Linked DNA regions of Sus scrofa: regions 1, 2 and 4 are each linked to region 3. Evidence: chromatin contacts called from public Hi-C, HiChIP or PLAC-seq and promoter capture Hi-C data. All regions are on one chromosome and are shown on one strand. Each heading gives the region's core, a stretch centred on a gene start, on an enhancer-like site or on the middle of the called end of the contact. The rest is flanking DNA. Distances are from core to core; before and after follow the strand shown. Region 1 holds the start of DNAJB1 (DnaJ heat shock protein family (Hsp40) member B1). Region 2 holds the start of PKN1 (serine/threonine-protein kinase N1). Region 3 holds the start of IER2 (immediate early response gene 2 protein). Region 4 holds the start of GIPC1 (PDZ domain-containing protein GIPC1).

Region 1 (2,700 bases), core at 33-2,532, 1.2 Mb after region 3:
CTTGGGGCCACCACCTAGGTCTTCACATTTGAGTGACCCATCTTTCCTACAATGTTACAAGGAGTACAAAGAACTCAAGACAGCCAATGAAAAAGGTGTGATCCAGGGTCAGTTTTCACCAAATGTTTACTCTGAAATACTTTAGAGCTAGAGACTGTAGGGAGAGTAGAAATGAAGGTGAAACAGCAATCGGAGATTTCAAATTCTCACGCTCTGACACTAAGTGCCACCATTCTTATATATAAAAAGTCATTTCTTTCTTAAGACCAAACCGAGAAACCAATCTGAGTCATCAACAGGCAGCTGGACAACAAGAAAGCTTCTCCTCCCGCTCCCCCGCCTCCCCAAGAGAGCTATCCTGGTGAGGCCGGGCAGAGGCGGGCCCTACTGCTCCTTGCACCTTGACCACCGACTACGTGTCTGGCACGGGGCTAGGTAAGCATTTTACAGGGATTACCTCACTCCACCCTCAAAGACGCCCGGGAGGTCGCTGGGCGCTAATTGGCACTCTCATTTGCAAGCTCACTGCAAGCAGCCTGCGCCCGGCGCTCAGCCAGAGGCCTCGCCCTGCACCCTGGGCTGGCAGAGGCTCTCACCTCGCCCAGGTGAGCCCAGCGCCCGAGGGGCCGCAGCGCCATCATCAAGGCTGCGCACTCTACCCCCTCTCCTTCTGCACCCTCTCCCCCACCGACGGATCGCGGACGTGGGCGGAGACGGGCGGCCCCAGACATACTAGAAGCTTCTGGGCGAGCAGCGCGGCCAGGACTCCTCCTCCCATCGGGAGGCCGCCAATCGAGGGCGGAGGCCTGTTTGGCCAAAAGGCGGGGGCTGCTCGTCCCCCGGTCCCTTAGCGCTACCCCGGGGACGCCGCCGGGGTACCGCAGTGCCTCGATCTCTCCGCCTGTCAAACAGCGGTGGCGCACCCCCAGTTGCGCGCGCGCACACACCTTCCTCCCCGTAGCGGTCGAAGATCTCGCGCTTGCGCGGGTCGCTGAGCACGTCGTAGGCCTCGGCGATCTCCTTGAACTTCTCCTCGGCGCCGGGCTCCTTGTTCTTGTCCGGGTGGTAACGCAGCGCTTGACGGCGGTAGGCTCTCTTGATCTCCTCGTCCGAGGCACCGCGGGCCAGGCCCAGCGTCTGATAATAGTCTTTGCCCATTGCCCCCGCCTGCGGCCTGCCGCCCAGCTGTCGCCGTACCCCGGCTCCGCCACCGCCCCGTCCCGGACTCTATATACCCGTCCGGCGGAAGCTTCCAGAGCCCGCCAGCCCCCTCCAGAACCTTCCGCCCCGCCCCCCACGCGGCTCCGACCAATCGTCGCTGCCCAGGTTGCGACGCGCGACATCCGGGGCGGGGACGCGCCGCCAACGGCTGCCCGCGCGTGGCCACACCCCTTCCCGCTCCGCCCTAGGCAACGCTTCGCCGCAGCGCGGGCACTGGGCGTCTGAGGCCCCGCCCACTCTCTGAGGGAACCAATAGCGACCTTGCTTCAGTGCTTCCGGGGACCGGGCCTGCCGCGTACTCCGCCCCTGCCTGGGTCAACAGGTTAAAGTGCGGGTGCTTCGATGTTCCAGTCTTGGCTCAGTGGTTAACGAATCTGACTAGGATCCCTGTCCTCGCTCAGTGGGTTAAGGATCCAGGGATTCCGTGAGCTGTGGTGTAGGTCGCAGACGTGGTTCGGATCCCGCGTTGCTGTGGCTCTGGCGCAGGCTGGCGGCTACAGCTCCGATTGGACCCCCTAGCCTGGAAATCTCCATATGTCTCAGTGCGGCCCTAGAGGAGACAAAAAAAAAAAAAAAAAAAAAAAAAAATGCGGTGCTTCGAGTAGGGCGGGGCTGCGAAAGGCCCCGGGCTGCGAAAGGCCCCGCCCTTCCCCTAGGAGGTGCTTCCTTCCCCCATCTCGCTGGGCGGGAGAATCAGTTTACGCCAGGTGATTCAAGGCTAGTTGCCTAATCGCTCCTTGTCCCAGATACCTGCTTCCATCCGGGAATAAAAATACCCCCCTACCGGTCGTGGCGCAGCGGAATCGCATCCGACTGGGAGACATGAGGTTGTGGATTTGATCGGGTGGAGCCATGTGCCGCGGGTGGGGCCCCAAAAAGCAAAAAAAAAAACCAAAAACAAAAAAAAAAACCCCACTCACCCTCAGTGTTGGGAGCCCCAGAACTGTCCCTCTCCTCACCCATACCGACCCTGTAAAGCGAGCCAAGGACCCTGGACCAAAGCTTACCTCCCTGGAGAGGTCTCCTCAGTCTAACCCCTCAAGCCTTTTGCTTTATTACCATTTTCTCAAGAATACCTCCCACTGAAATTTGGAATTATCTTGTTCCTTGGTTTTCATGCTAAATGTCACCCCCCCCCCAGCCTTTGATCACTATCAGAGCAGGGCCTGACCTCTGTCAGTGCTGAGTCTCAGTGTCAGAACAGTCTGACTCTTCCTAAATATTCCCGGCTATGTTTTTTTATTTGTTTGGCCACAGGCGGCATATAGAAGTTCCCTGGCCAAGGACTGAACCTGCACTCCACGAGTTCCCATCGTGTAACTAGGAACCATGAGGTTGCGGATTCCATCCCTGGCCTTGCTTAATGAGTTAAGGATTTGGCATTGCAGTGAGCTTTGGTGTAGGTTGCAGAGGTGGCTTGGATCTGATGTTGCTGTAGCTGTGGTGCATGCCAGCAGCTGTAGCTCCAACTGGACCCCT
Region 2 (2,700 bases), core at 191-2,690, 1.1 Mb after region 3:
CTTTAATTTAGTGGATTAAAAATTCGAGGAATTGCTAGGAAGCAGGTGTGGCTGGAGGGAGTGAGCAAGAGGTAGAGGTGGGAGAAGAGAGGGGGGAGCTGAAGGGGGCAGATTGCGCAGGGCCTTGTGGGCTGCAGGTAGGACTTCGCTTTTACTCTGAGGAAGGTGGGAGCCAAAGAGGGATCTAGGCAGAAGAGGGACATGGCCTGACTCAGGCATTCATAGGCGTCCTAGGGCTTTATGGGGACGGAGGGAGGCTCTGTGTGAGAGGAGGCGACTGCACTGGTCCAGGTGAACAACAATGAGGACCGAACCTTTAGAGACGGTGTAAGTGTGAGAAGTGGTTGGATTCTAGTTGGTATAATTTCTCCTCCTCCTCTGTTAACCATTACCACCACCCAGTCTCAAAGAGTCGCCCAAGGTAAGAAGGGAAAGAGAAAACATCGCGCCCGGATCTCTGGGACAATGCGAACCAAGCACAGCTTCGAGTAACCAAGGTACCAGCAGCCCTCCGTGCTCCTGCGTGTCCCAGGAGGACACCCATGCTGAGGCGCCGCCAGGGAGCGCTCCCCGCCCCGCGCCCCAGGGATCGTGACTTGGCTCCGTCAACCGGGTCTGAAAGGGAGTGCAGGGTCGGCCAGAAGCCAAGCTGCACGCTCCAGGTACTCCAGGAGACCCTAGCGAAGCTCCTCAACGGTCTCCACCCTCTGCCTCCGCTGGGGCTCGAATGTGCTTTGTGGAGAGCCACCTGCATGCAGAAGCCCCAGAGAGGCTGGTCCCCATTTTACAACAGGGAGAAGTGAGGCTCAGCGGCCGGAGGGCCCACAAGTCAGTGACGGAGTTAGGGTTCAATTCTCTTTTCATAACAAAGGCAAAATATTAAAATCACAGCAGCTAACCTTTCTTAACCACCTACTGTGCTCCCAGCACTTGGCATGTACTGTCTTAATGCTATCGACATCTAAGGAATGGGTAGCTAAATCCTTCCCGTTTCACAAACGTTGCTCTCAGGGTTTTCGGACTCCCCCAAGGCACTGGGCACTGGGATTCGGAGCTAGGTCTGCCCAAATCTTGTCTTCAGCCCTATGGGGAAGCTCCAATGCCCTTGAATGTCCAGTCCAAGAGGCCTGAACTTGCAACACAGAGGGGGATAAATTGTTTTTGTTTTTTGAGAGGCCCAGAGAGGCCCAAAGGCCTCCACCGCTCCCCGCTTTAACGTGGCTCACTCTTTTCTTAGGTTTCCCCCGCGCTCAAATGGGGGATCGGTGGGCAGCGAGAGGATCCAGAAAGGGGAAAAAGCGGGGGAAGCAGACAAAGTACTTTCGGCAGATGAGGGGAGGTGTCCGGCAGGCAGGACCCCGCAGCCCCAGGGGCCGCCGGGAGCCGCACCCCCTCGGCCCCGCCCCCTCCCCGGGCGCCGACCTCCGCGGTCACGTGACCCGGCCCGGCGGCCGCTGGGGCCGGAGGGCGCGGCGCGCGGACGCGGCGGCCTGGCCAGGCGGGGCCCGAGCAAAGCAGGCCTGAGCCGGCTGTGCGCCGGGGGGTCGCGCCGCGCCCGCCCCCTCCCCGCCCCGCGCGGGGCGCACGCGCGCTCCTCTCACCGCCCCTCCCTCCGCGCGGGGACCCCTGGCGGGTGGCGCGTGGACATGGCCAGCGACGCTGTGCAGGTAGGCGCACCTGCGACCGCAGCCGCCTGGCGGCCAGCGGGCACTAGGGACCCCCGACCGCACGCTCCCGGGGCCCCCGGGATGGGGCAGTAAGGGCGGCCTCCCTCCCCCTCACCTCGCCCCCGAGCGCTGGGCGCTTTCTCCCTGGGCCGGCACGGTGGGGCTCCCACAGTCTCCTCCGCAGGTGGAGGTCCTCACAGAGGGGGCAGCGGGGAGGTCCCACAGCATCCTCAAGCTCCTCCCTTCCCCGAGAATTAGAGGGGGCGCGGCAGAGGCTCCATTTCGGGTGTCTGTGGCCGGCTGTGCATCCTGGTGCCTGGTGCCCCCTGCCACTTGTTCTCCCTCCTCAGCGTTCGGTTCCAGACAGGTGCCGCTCCACCTGGGCAGGTGTCTGGCATTGTGCCCCTGGAGAGGAGGAGGCTGCCCGGCCCATTCCCCTCCCCTACACAACAAAGCTCCAGTGGCCCCAGCTTCCAGACAGAGCTTTATGATGGTCCCGACGCCACCCAGATTGGCACCTGTTGGCGGAAGTGCCTGGGTCGCCTCATTAGATCGCAGAATGGGGAACTCACCCAGCCAGCCTTCTGGCTGCCAGGTGGAACCTTATCCCAGGTGGGGAATGTCCAGGTCCAGACTGGGGATTTTCTTATACCTGGAATCTGACCTGAGCATGGGTGGCAGGGTTGGATCACCCCTGCAAACACACAAATATACAGACACAGAGGCACAGGTGACCAGCACCAACCTGCTGCCCCAGCCAGCTTCTCCTTGTGCCACCTTGTGGACATCACAGCCCTGGACTCACCTTCTCCATCTTTAACAATCAGGGCCAGGGTGACTTCTGACCTTCTTTGGTTCAGTGACCCAAATCTGAGACGTCTTCTACCTCTGGTGCTCCTATTAGTGCCTCAACATCCCTCCATCGTCCTGTGGTTGCTGTGTAACTGGGTTCTCGTCTCCTTCTGCACCTGCCCCCATATCCCTCCGTGTCTCTCCCCCCATGACCCCCTGTGCCCCCACCCCAGTCCTGCTG
Region 3 (2,700 bases), core at 120-2,619:
TGGCTGGGGAAGTGGCTCCTTCAATTAGTAGATCATCTTTATGATGCTCCTGCACCTAGATCCTGTCCTGGAAGATGGTTCCAGCCCAGGGTCAGGTGTGACAGGTTTGGGGAGCAGTATGGGGATGGGTGGTCTCTCCACCTTCCCGCGGGGCCAGGGTGAACTGCAGGCATTCTGTGACGAGTTCTGTTTGATTTACCCCTCCTCTTTTTTTCCTGCGGAGGAGGGAAGCATCCCGGGGCAGGATGGCCCTGGATGGGGGCCCTGGAAATGCTTCTGGAGGGTAGGATCTTTCTGGGTGCGACCTGGGGGTCGTGGGAGGGAGTGTGGTGGGGGCAACTCTGAAGATAGCCTGCAATGAAGTCCTTTGCGCGTGGAGTGGGACCAGGGAATGTCTGGAGAGGGACTCAGGGTGGCCGCCTGTGCGACAGAACCTTTATGTGTGGGGTCTCCGAGAAAGCATTTTTTTTTTATTGGTGGGGGGGACCGTTGCCCGAGTGGGGTCCTGATTCTTGGAGCGGGCTATCTTAAGAAACCCTCAGAAGGTCGCCCCTGTTGTGTGTCAGAGACAGCGCCTGGGCGGGGGATGTCGTTGTGGAGTTTCGTGGGATTGGGAGTGTGGGGGAGCGGGGATGAGGACGTTCTCAGCGAGTAATATATGGCAGGATCGCTGAATGGGAGCGGTTTTGGGAGAAGTCTTTTAGAAGAGAGAATAATTGACCCCCCCATGTGTCAGAGTTGGAGATGGGGGACCTGAGCGTGATCCAGAGGTGCAAAGGAGGATCACTTTAAGGGGAGGGGCAGGATCTCCATGGAGGGGACCAGAATGAGAGTCCTCAGGGAGTAGCTGCTTGAGTTGGCAAGGTCTTTGTGTAGATCTCTGGGATACGGCGTCAGAGTGAACAGTGAGGTAGCCCCTACACGCCAGCAGGGGCTTTTCTGGAGGGGCGTCACATCTTCCCGGTCTCCGGAGGGAAGGAAGCGAAACTTTCTCCTTCCTCTCTGTGGGCCGGGCTGAACGCCGCTCCGGAAACCGGGGGCTCCAGCCAGCCCTAGCTGCCGGGAGAGAAAGAGCGGAGGGGGCGTGTCCGGAGGCTAAGGCACCACCCCCGCCCGGAAGAAGCCCGTGGCTGTCCCGTATCGAGATCCGGGTTCCTGTCCTTATATGGGCAGCCGGAAGCGGCTCACGCGCACGCTCTACGTCATTACTTCCAAATTTAGTGGTGGAAGTCTAGCAGATCTCTTGGCGGGAAGGCTCGCGCAAGAGTTGGGGGCGGTGGAGCCTTCCCTTAAAGGGCCCGCACCACGAATGAATGGAACTATTCGAACCGTATTGCTTTTTTTTTTTTTTTTTTTTTTTCCTGAGTAACTGGAATTAGGTTTCCTTGGAACTGTAGTGCGAAGCGGAAGGTGGGGCGGCTGTTTTCTATCTGCTCTATTTCTGAGTTGTTCAGTTTTCAGCTTCTACCCCAACTCCGCCTCCTGGGGAGCAGAGGCGGAGCACCGCTGCGTCGTTTGGGGGGCCACAGCCACGTGCTCACTCGGGTTGTGTTGCGGCTGGGTACTCCGCCTTACGAGTTCCACGCCCACGGTGGATTTCGTGCCTAGGGAAACAGACGAAGTGGGAGGGTGATTCTTGCGGAGCGCAGAGATGGCAGCCTGGACTGCACTTGTGTCTGCAGACATCCGCCGCCCGTGGAGTGGGCATCTTTGCTCTAAGGCAACGCAACCAGCGTGTCCCGCCTTCTTACCGCTTCCATACGGAGGGGAATGGAGAGGGCTGGAGGCCCAAACGGTCTCGTTTCACCGCAGTAGCCCATTTATTTGTTTAGCAAATATTGGACGAATCACTCTTGTCTAGGTTTCCCCACCTGAAGAAATCAGATATAACTACCCTCCGCGGAGTGGAGGTGAGAGATCAATAACATATTTATGAAAGGAAAGACTTTAGCGCGTGGCACATAGTAAGTGCTTAATAAATGTTGCTAGCATCGTTATTAACAACAAAAAAACGTTAATTAAGAGACTGGTAGATGCTAGGCACTGTTCCCACGGGGGATGTACCGGCTGGAACCCGGGTCTTCCCAGGTGCGAAAGGAAACTTACAAGCTAAGGCCAGCTCGCTGGGCTCTACAGACGCAACCCGTGGGTCGGCCCTGAGCCCCACCTACGGCCCCCCTACACTGGGCCTGCGCAAGGATGCACTGGGGCCACTGAGAAAGGATACCGCCGGGAGAGGTCAGCTTGGACTGGGGAACGCTCACCCTCTACAAGTTCGGGTCCCTTTTCATCTCAGGGTAAATCCCACCCTGTCCCTTTAAGGAGTCTCTAGCCCCGCTGCGCTGCGGAAAGCCCGGATGCGGCTCTCTGATTGGGCGGGGCGTCTCCGTGACATCACACTGGGTACAAAAGGGCCCGGGTGGCGGGCGGCCGGGCAGAGCGTCCTACTAGTCTCTCAGTGTGGGTATCTCCGCAGAGAGAGGCGTGAACGAACGCATAGTCTGGAGTGCACCTGCCACCTCCCCTGCCCAGCCCAGAGTCCCCGCCAAACCTCGGTCCCGCCGTCGAGTCGTCATGGAAGTGCAGAAAGAGGCGCAACGCATTATGACCCTGTCCGTTTGGAAGATGTACCATTCGCGCATGCAGCGCGGTGGCCTACGGTTGCACCGGAGTCTGCAGCTGTCGCTGGTCATGCGTAGC
Region 4 (2,700 bases), core at 17-2,516, 1.1 Mb after region 3:
CCCGCAGGGGACACTCACCTGCATTGCCGCCTCCCAGCGCGCGCCCTGCTTGGCCCTCGGCAAACTCTGGCCCGGGCCTCTCCAGCAGCACAGCCAGGGGGCGGGGCCTGTGCCCGCGTCCGGCCAATCAGGAGCGGCCGCTCGGCGTTCGCGGCCAATCGGCTCCACGCCCCCCGCTCCGGGTGGAACCGAAGGAAACATTCCAGAGGGATCCCTGAGCCTCGCCCGGCTCTTCACGACACCTCCCCCGCGCCACGGAGCATTGGATCTTCCCGCCCCTCCTAAGCCGCGGCGGGCTGTACCACCGCAAGGCTGCGGAGGGGGGAGCTGCGGCTGGGCCCCGGCCAATCTCAGAGAAGGAAGGAGGCCAGTGGCCAATGGAAAGCTGGGACTCCTGGACCACGTGCTGTTCGCTGAGTGTCCGGGTGGGGTGCTGTGGCTGGTAAGAAGCTGGGGGCTAGTCTTGGGAGTCAGGAGACCGAGACTGAGTTTCGCAGAGAGGATGAAAACTGCCGAAGTCCAGAAAACGGACCCGCTAGGAAATCCGGGAGGGAGCCAAGGGCAGCTTCAGATCCAGTCCTCCGCCCGGCCTGCCCCTGCCCCTGCGTGGCCATCCTCGGGGTGGATAAAAACACGCATTCATTCCGAGCGGGCAGGCGGGAGACTGAGATGAATAGGGAGGGTCCCGAGTGTCCCTGCATCTTGGATGGACAATGGACAAGGGCATTCATTCATTCATCCACTTATCAAATATTTAATGTGCCCCTGGTCCGTGCCAGTCTCTGTCCTATCTCTACAGACACACTGATGAGTAAGCTGAAAGAATGTGCTCCTGGTAGAAGGAACAGCGCGTGCAAAGACTTAGAGGGCGGACAGAAAGATACAGCACGCTTTAGGAGAGTACAGTACTGTAGGAGCTAGCAAAGCAGGGTGAAAGGGCAAGATGCCCTGTTCGCTCGTTGGTTGACCAGCGAATATTTATTGAGCACATACTATGTGCTGGATTACAAAGGGATACCCAGCCAACCCAAGCCTCTGTCCTCAGTTTCTTACATCTGACTGTTCTCCGCCTCCCTACCCCCACCTCCAGCCCCAGACTGGCACAGAGCAGGGTCTCCGTACATATGTGTAGGTAAAAGAACTGGGTAATCTCACCATCTCCAGGTTTGGCTTGTAACCAGGATTTCTCAGGCAGGAGCAGGTCCAAGAAACAAAGATACCAACACAACTTGCCCAGGCCAGGAAGCTCAGTTCCCAGGACAGGTGAGATTCCCTTGTTCCAGGAACAAGCCAGCCACTCAGGCAGCTGGGGCTGGACCGTAGTTCACTGTGTGTTCTGGGAATTGTAGTTCTTGGAGACCTAACTTCTCAACCCTCATTGAACGATTGGCTCTTTGCAGTTCCCTGGATGAGATGCTGAGCGTTCCAGCCCTGCTAGGGCCTGCAGAAGGACAAAGTAAAAAGGGAGCTTGAGCCCTGGACTTAGCTGCTGAGGTCTGCCCAGGCAGCCCCACCCAGCTGGCAAATACCGAGACTGCAGAGGCAACAGGGACAGCTAATGTCCTTCTCTTCCTGTTCTGCTGACCTCTGCCACGCCCACTGAGCGATCAGTTGCCTCTGGCTAGGCCTGTGCCCTCTCTGGGACTGTGTCCACTGCCCTGCTTATGCCTGGCATCTAAGCTGCTTCCTAAACACCTGGAGAGGACAGTATGTGGGCTGTGGGCACAGCAGAGTCCTGAGCGGAATCCACATGATTCTACCTGTTGATGAAGAAGTGCCCAGGGAGGGGTGAGGGCAGGGGCACAGAGCAACACGGGGCATCTCCTTCCTACTTTGTGGGACTTCAAAGTTTCTCCAAGGAAATAAAATTCAAAAAGCCTCCAGCCAAGATAAGAATTACCAAACCCTTATCATCCCACCTGTCTCACTGTAACTGTTACAATGTTCGTAAGGACCTCCCCACCCCAGCAACTTGGCCTACTTCTTGCTCCCTACTAGGAAAGGTATGTGGCCCACTCCTCACCTCTTCCCCTTGATCAACCTGGCCTACTCCTTCCTGCCCCCCACTAGAAAAGGTATGTAGCCCACTCCTTACCCCACCCCTTTAGGGGCAACATATGGCCCCAAACTACCAGCAGGTGTATCCAAAGACCCTGTCTTTCCCCAACCAACCAGCAAGTGTATCAGAAGACCTCATTCTTCTCCAACCAATCACTAGGTCCTCAGGTGTATGGCAAGACCGCTTCTTTGTCTTTGGGCTATAAAAACAGACACAACCATGCCCCCAGGGTCTGCTCTCCCTGAATATCAGGAAGTCGACCTGATGTGTTAACAGTGTCTCTTGCTTCAATATACTTGTCTTTTCTACACCTTGCTTTAAATTTAGAAAATTACTTTTCCACCCACGTGCAGAGACCACAACATACTTGATTTTATAGCTCAAGAAGCTAGGAGGCTCAGTGGGTGAGGAGGTCAGATTTGAGTGCTACCTCTGCCCCTTTTAGGGGGTGGGGGTGGGGAAATAATTCTGGAATGCCAACTAAGACATGAAAAAGCAAATGCTGTGTTTGAAAAAAATCACCATTTTGCAACAAACAGAGGAATGATTGATTCAGGCAATGCTTGTCGATGGAGAAGTGGGTATTCAGTCTCAAAGGACCAGCCCACAGATTACTTGTTAATTTCAGTGGCAAAAAGGTA

The links. Promoter capture Hi-C pulls out the DNA fragments that hold promoters and counts their contacts. Hi-C and Micro-C count contacts between places; a contact is called where the count stands out from the background. HiChIP or PLAC-seq counts read pairs in DNA pulled down with a chosen protein or histone mark.
Region 1: a promoter capture Hi-C map of liver shows a contact between it and region 3, with 5 times the contacts expected there. The contact joins the promoter of DNAJB1 here to the promoter of IER2 in region 3. A contact is called at or near these places in 2 of 5 promoter capture datasets (fetal liver and liver) and 2 of 47 Hi-C or Micro-C datasets (liver and skeletal muscle).
Region 2: a contact with region 3 is called in an H3K27ac HiChIP or PLAC-seq map of skeletal muscle, with 5 times the contacts expected there. The contact joins the promoter of PKN1 here to the promoter of IER2 in region 3. A contact is called at or near these places in 2 of 5 promoter capture datasets (fetal liver and liver) and 2 of 2 datasets of contacts at active chromatin or transcription factors (alveolar macrophages and skeletal muscle).
Region 4: a Hi-C map of skeletal muscle shows a contact between it and region 3, with 3 times the contacts expected there. The contact joins the promoter of GIPC1 here to the promoter of IER2 in region 3. A contact is called at or near these places in 1 of 5 promoter capture datasets (liver) and 2 of 47 Hi-C or Micro-C datasets (skeletal muscle and subcutaneous adipose tissue).

What each region holds. Positions count from the first base shown.
Region 1 is chr2:64,760,254-64,762,953 of Sscrofa11.1, reverse strand. It overlaps DNAJB1 (DnaJ heat shock protein family (Hsp40) member B1), which reads right to left and starts at 1,282. Exons shown (of 3, transcript NM_001244430.1): 1 at 948-1,282. The coding sequence starts at 1,158.
Region 2 is chr2:64,823,692-64,826,391 of Sscrofa11.1, reverse strand. It overlaps PKN1 (serine/threonine-protein kinase N1), which reads left to right and starts at 1,440. Exons shown (of 22, transcript XM_005661233.3): 1 at 1,440-1,667. The coding sequence starts at 1,647.
Region 3 is chr2:65,911,160-65,913,859 of Sscrofa11.1, reverse strand. It overlaps IER2 (immediate early response gene 2 protein), which reads left to right and starts at 1,369. Exons shown (of 1, transcript XM_003123342.4): 1 at 1,369-2,700. The coding sequence starts at 2,575.
Region 4 is chr2:64,779,013-64,781,712 of Sscrofa11.1, reverse strand. It overlaps GIPC1 (PDZ domain-containing protein GIPC1), which reads right to left and starts at 1,266. Exons shown (of 9, transcript XM_021083696.1): 1 at 1,156-1,266.